2 separate regions of the Sus scrofa genome follow, and region 2 is linked to region 1. The links are chromatin contacts, called in public Hi-C maps. All regions are on one chromosome and are shown on one strand. The core of a region is the stretch at or near the end of the contact, and the rest is flanking DNA. Distances in the headings are between cores, read along the strand shown.

What was found. A called contact is a pair of places that touch in the nucleus more often than the background predicts.
Region 2: a contact with region 1 is called in a Hi-C map of liver, with 4 times the contacts expected there. The contact joins the promoter of BOD1L1 here to the promoter of RAB28 in region 1. A contact is called at or near these places in 3 of 47 Hi-C or Micro-C datasets (embryonic fibroblasts, heart right ventricle and liver) and 1 of 2 datasets of contacts at active chromatin or transcription factors (alveolar macrophages).

What each region holds. Positions count from the first base shown.
Region 1 is chr8:9,123,586-9,126,709 of Sscrofa11.1, forward strand. It overlaps RAB28 (RAB28, member RAS oncogene family), which reads right to left and starts at 1,443. Exons shown (of 7, transcript NM_001123175.1): 1 at 1,369-1,443. The coding sequence starts at 1,443.
Region 2 is chr8:9,252,778-9,255,901 of Sscrofa11.1, forward strand. It overlaps BOD1L1 (biorientation of chromosomes in cell division protein 1-like 1), which reads right to left and starts at 1,645. Exons shown (of 26, transcript XM_005656496.3): 1 at 1,273-1,645. The coding sequence starts at 1,509. It overlaps LOC110262057 (a long non-coding RNA gene), which reads left to right and starts at 1,742. Exons shown (of 10, transcript XR_002346564.1): 1 at 1,742-3,124.

The sequences.
Region 1 (3,124 bases), core at 193-2,692:
ATAACAAATACCAAGAATGGCCAGAGTGAAATTAACAAGAGTTCTCCAAATTTTACATATGAATGACACGTTTCTCGGGGCCCTAGCAACGCAAATCTGAGGGAAGGACAGGAACAGCTGTGCAGTGACAACTGCCAAGGAAAATGCAGCAAGCAGTCCTCACCACAGACACCCGGGTCCAAACTACACCCGTAACACGGAAACATGAAGGTGAAAACGGAAACCCTGCCTTTCCGAAGATTCTTGTTGGGAAAAGGGATTGGGAGAAGAAAGAAGATAAACTTTAGCAATATTCCCAGGAACAGTGTTGACGCTACTAATACAAGCAACAGGTGTGAAGGTTCCCAGGGCAGAGGCTTTTCACCTTATTTGGAGAATGGATCATAAACCGCTTTAAGACCTTATGGACCCTCTCCAAAAAGCAAACGCAATGTTCAGTCCATTTCAGGAGCTCCACAATCCTGGGTTAAAAACCTTGCCTATAATGTAAGGGGACTGCCTACCAGATATTCATACACTCAGTCTCATTCGCTCAACCAACTGTCACCAAAGGACAGACTTTAAGTCAAGGATCCCCTCCTCAGGCTGGCAGCTCCGCCCTCAGCATCCGGCCCAGAATAGGAGCTTAACAGACTTTTGCTGAATGAATGCTTGTGTTGACAGGTGCTGTGCTGGTAACAGAGATGAACAGGTATGATGCTCTAAAACAGGAACTCACGTTTACTGAGTGCACACCATGTGCGGAAAGCTTTATGTGGACTTTCGCATTTAATGGAGATCTGCACACTTCACCCTTCAAGGCGACCTTTATCAACACACCCATCTTACAGACGAAGCACAAATAGGATAGCAATTAGCCCTCCAAGGACCCGACCAGTGAGTGCTGGAACCCCAATTCTCTCAGCCAGGGAAGCAGACGCAGAGTCAGGCTCTTGGGACCTCCCAGTGCAGTGGAGGCATCAGAAACGGTAAACGGGGGGAAAGGAGCAGAGTGACGTGAACCAAAGAAAAAGAGGTGAGCCGCTTTGGCGGACCCCTGCCAGTCCTCAGAGGCGAGAGGCTGGAAAGCGTCCCAGGCAGACGATGCTGGCTCGTGTCTTGAAGAAACAGGAGTTCGGGATCCGGGCAGAGAGTTAGGAAGTGACCTTTGTGAAAATAATAATAGGAATAATAGAGAGAGCTGGATAGCTCTCGTCGGACTTCACCGAGCGCCTAATTCGCGTCTGGCCCCAGGCCACGACCTGGCGGATCCCAGCCCACGAGCCCCAGGGCTCGGGGATACAGGACGACGCCGGGAGGCGGGGAGGAGGCTGGGGCCGCGCCGGGGTTCCCGCAGGCCTGGCACGGAGGGCCCACTCGAGGACTGACCTTCCCGGAGGTGCCGTCCCCCAGCACGACGATTTTCAGTTGCCGGTCCTGGCTCTCCTCCTCGGAGTCCGACATGGTGTCCCAGGAACCAGGCCCGCCTCCCCTCCCTCTCCCACTCCCGCCGAAGGAGTGCAGGAAGGGAGGGGGTCTCCGGGGGCGGGGGAGAGGAGGAAGGGCGGCAGCGGAGGGCAGGGTCCCCCCCGCCCCGGCGTCTCCGCGGGCGCTGGAGCTTTCCTGGGAGAGTCACTCGCCGGGCGCCATCTTGCCCGCCTCCCCTCCCCCTGCGCGCGGCCCCGTCCCCTGCGCGTTACGTCGGGCGCTCGCCCCCCGCCCCTGCGCTAACCCGCGCCCACTGTGAGCCTCCTAGGCGCGCCGGACCATCCGCCGGCCTGCGAGGAGGGGGCGTTCGAACGCCGCAGGCGGGACGGGGCGCCACCCTCGCAGGCTTAGTTGGCGGAATTTAAAAAAAGCATGTGTATCATTAAACTTGGGTAGAAAAATGGAAGCAGAGCTTTGCACAGATGTTCTATGAATTTCTCTCGTTTACATCTCCCCACCCCCCCGTGAAGGTCCCTGATGCGAATGGTTTAGCCCGAAGGGGCGGGAGGGGGGTGTGACGCCCGGGCTGCGCGCCGCGGTTGCCAGGGAAGCCAGAGCCGGAGGAGAGGCGGAGGGGCGGGGCCCGGGGCCGGTCTCAGGCGCACAGGACGCCGGTTGCCCGGCGGAGCGCGCAGTGGTGGGGTCTCTGGAGCCGTGCGAGCGCTGGGGGTCACACCCCAGGAAGAGAGGTTGCGCGGCCGAAGAGAGGGCGGTTGCTGAGGACGTCGCTGCTGGGCGGCGGCGAGGCTGCGGTAGTTGCCGGGAGTGGAATATAGCTTTGATGCTGCCTTCTCTTCGCCTCTGAAACCCTAGATTTCTTCGTACAAACCATGGAATCCGATGGTTCTTACACGAAAGTCATAAGCTAGAACAGCAGTTCTCAAAATGGGGTCTGGGGAACCCTGAATGTCTAATAAAGTCGAAACTATTCTCCTGATTAATTCAAACAACTTTTTTTTTTTTTTTTGCTTTTGCTTTTTTCGCGTTCATGCTCTCACAAATATACATAGAAGTTTTCCAGAGGATTCATGATGTATATGACATAACCACTCTGACAACTAAGGAAGCAAGCCTGTGCTTGTCTTTCTCATTCAAATCCTTCTCAGGATTCATTTCAATACAGTAATGATAGCTGTAATTTACGTAAGCGAAAGCTCTTTGGGATCCATAATAAGAGTGTAACAGGAGGTTGTGAGCCCCAAACGTTTGGAAACTGCTGTTTCAGACGGATGATTTCAGTCTTGTAGGGTAGGTCAAAGACGTAAGTGAAAATTTCAGTATAGTGGTATAAATTCTGCAATAATCCACCTACTATGTTTGTCTCCTCGTGAGTTACTTTACAGGGATTATCACGTTCGGTCCTCATGGAAACCCCATAAAATAGGTAAAATTATCTCACTTTACAGATGAGGACTCTTAAGTCACCAAAAGCTTGTCTCAAGGGCAGTAGTCCTGGAAAGGATAGGGGAATTCAAATGAGACAGCAGTACGGTGTAAAGAGGTACCCATCCCTAGCAGCAGCACTGAAATTCTAATCACAGACCTGCCCTTGCCAGATGTGTGACCTGGAGTCACAATGGCCTTATCTATAAAATAGAAGCACTACCTCCTTCATAGGGTTGTGAATAAATGAAGTAATCACTGCAGTGTAACATAA
Region 2 (3,124 bases), core at 395-2,894, 130 kb after region 1:
CTGTGGTGCAGAAACTCAGACGCCCCAAAAAGGCAACTGCTACTTCTGGTCTAAGTGATGGGCCGGAGTTCTTAAAAGGGAAGATGTCCCCAGATTGTCAGGAAGGTTTTTCCAGAGGAAATAACAGAACGGTGTGCAGTTCGTCCCAAAGCCCTTTTCTCTTTAGAACTGCCCAACATGCTATGAGAAAACTCTCCATCCCATCAAAACTCTAAACCAATGAGCCAAACCAGAACCAAGTTTTAACTTGGTTAAACAAAACAAAACAAAACGATTTCCCAACTCTTTCCAATGGAAGTTCTCTGCTTCACTTGCTTCCAAGCTACTGGGTTTCCATCCATCTCATCCAGCTCCTTCCTGGTGTCCTCTACCCATCCTTTGCAGAACCAACTAGGTTTACCTGTTCCTGCTAACACCCCTTTCACGCTGACATGTAGCACAAAATTCCTTCCCCTTCCTAGCCCCGAACTCCTTTTGTACAGGAACTACTGTGCTGACCTCTCCCCTCTACCCCTCACTCTCCTGGACTCACTCTTTTGTCCGGTCCTTCTTCCACTAGAATATCTGCTGTCAACTCTCCTCAGTTCTCTCTACTCCTCACCCCTCACCCCACCTACCTCTCCCTTCTCTCTGACTTGGCCTAAGCTACCGAAATCAGACAGTGGTTGGTAGAAACAAAAGTCCTGATCGCCCACCCTAACTTTATACTGTCCAGCTACGTCTTATTCTTTATCTCTGCACCCCTCTCAAAGTCCAGAAATCCACGTTGCAAATAATTTGATCCATTACCATTTAGTAATTTCTCCAGAGGACAAAGACATGACCCCTATCAGAAATCTTCAAGGAACGAAACAAAAATAACTTCGATACAAAGTAAACCAGGGGAAAAACAAAAAGGAGAGATGAAAGCGCCGTTAGCGGGAGTGTTTCCAAATAAGGCTCCGAAAGATCAAAGACTTCATCTTGCTCACTCCTATACTCCCAGCACCTAAGCAGTGCCTGGCACGGAGAAGGTGCTTAATTCTAGTCTGTTAAATGAACGGAAAGATAAGCGAATGAATGAACGCAGCATGCCCAGCACAGTGCCTCACACAGAGCGCCAGCTGAGAGGAAGCAGATGCACAGGGAGCTCGCCCCTAGGCGCGCTCCAGAGGGGCCCCAGATGGGGAAGCCGGGGCACCGCCAGCCGCTGGGCGGGTGCGGGAGACACAGCGGGGGAAGGCGGCCGCGGGTCCTCCCCTACCCCGCCCGCAGCCCCCGCACGCCCCGAACCTTGGTGTCCACGTCGGCTAAGCAGTCTCTGCGGAACTGGTCGAAAAGCCCCTGGCTCTTGAGGTGATTCACGATCATGGCCACGAGCTGCGGGTCCCCGGCGCCGGCTCCCGCGCCGCCCGCCCCACCCGCGCCCGGGCCGGTCCCGGGGCCGGGCGGCGGCGGCGGCGGCTGCGGCTGCGGCGGGGGAGGTGGCGGCGCGGGAGGCGGCGGCTGCGGCTGCGGATTGGTGGCCATGGCAGCCCGGGCCGGGGAGGGCGCAAACCCAGGCGGGCAGCGCTCCTGGGAGGAGGCGGCTGTACGGGTCCCGCCGCCTGAGGGAAGCCAACGGGATGTTGTTACGGAACCAGCGGATCCAGAGTGACCCCGGAAGTGAAAGGGAACCGGGGGAAGGGAGGAAAAGGCGGTAACGATAGCAACGAAGTTCCGGCGACGGAGGCCGCGAGGGGCCAGTTCCGGCCGCCGCGGAGCGCGGGCGCCCTCGTGAGGCTGGGCTGCGTCGCCAGCGGCAGCGTGAAGCGGGCAGCCCGGTCTGCGCCGGGGCCTGGGCCTGGAGTCCAGTGTGGTCGGGCGTTCGACTCGCGCGGCTCCCCGCCCGAGGGCCCACCGGGCTCCGGCTGGAAGCCGCCCAGGGTGCGGCAGCGAAACTTCGGCCCGGTTGCAACCACAGTGGCGTTTAGGCCGGACGCTCTTGCTCCCGTTTCACGGAGCGGTCGAAATCCGTAGACGTTTCTAATGCGTTCTACCGGTAGCCCAGCCCTCTTCGTCCTCAGCCTCTATTCGTGCTCACTTTTCTCCCAGGCAGGTAGCTCCAGGGGCCTCCTGTCTCTCTCCTCCCCACCCTATCCCGTTTTCCCTTGAGCATCCCCTGCTGCTTGCCAGGTGTGCCTTTAGTGAGAACCCGATCTTTCCAGCACTTTTTTTCCTGCTGGTGAAGACAAACCCACATGCTTTTAGTTTTCAGGGTTTTGTTATCGATCAGTTTCATCCATAGGTAGTGCTTACATAGCACGTGCTACGTGCCAGCCATGATGTTTAGTGGGTTTATGTGCATTAATTCACCCAGTCTTTGGAACAGCTCTAAACTTAATCTTATTATACTATCACTAATTTGCAAATCAGAAAACTGAGATCTGAGGCAAATTAAGTAAATTGACTAAAGTTATACAGACAACACACTGCCTGATCATGAACTGAATTATCTTTAAAATTATTATTGGTACATAATCAAAGCAAAGTATCACAAAGTTTCAGAATTATTCAATAGAACGTAACACTTCTGGGGAAATGCATCTCGCTGAAATGGATATTGTTGCTTTTTAAAATTCATAAATCTGTGAATGATTATATCTTATTGCTGGGACGGGAAGGATTGAGCATCAATACCACTCTTAAGTTTTAGTTTTTATAACTGTATGGCCTTAGAAACGGTGTATAAACAAGTACTATACCTGGTAATCCTAATCCTACTGTAGCAACGTTGTAACTGAGCAGGGTCCTGTGAGGCTCCTGGGCACACAAGCCTTTCTGTGTCCTTCATTTCCTGTTTTTAAGGAATAAGCTTCAGTCTCCATGACCTTCCCTGAGCTCCAAAGGGCGGTTGATAATCAGGGCAGGAAAGGGATGCAGCGATCAGGGAGCAGCAGTCGAGAGACAATAATGCAGCCTTGGGGCAGGGCCCTGGTTCCTCCTCAAGGAATATACATAACAATGTCTTGGAGCCTTTTTGCAGAACTAAAATCCCCAACCAAGGGAAGAACTGCTTGATGAAGGAGGACCTCCAGAACCAGTCCTGGGCTGCTAATTATTTCTCAGCTTTGATCCTTATCTGCAGCCTTATTTTCCACTCCCC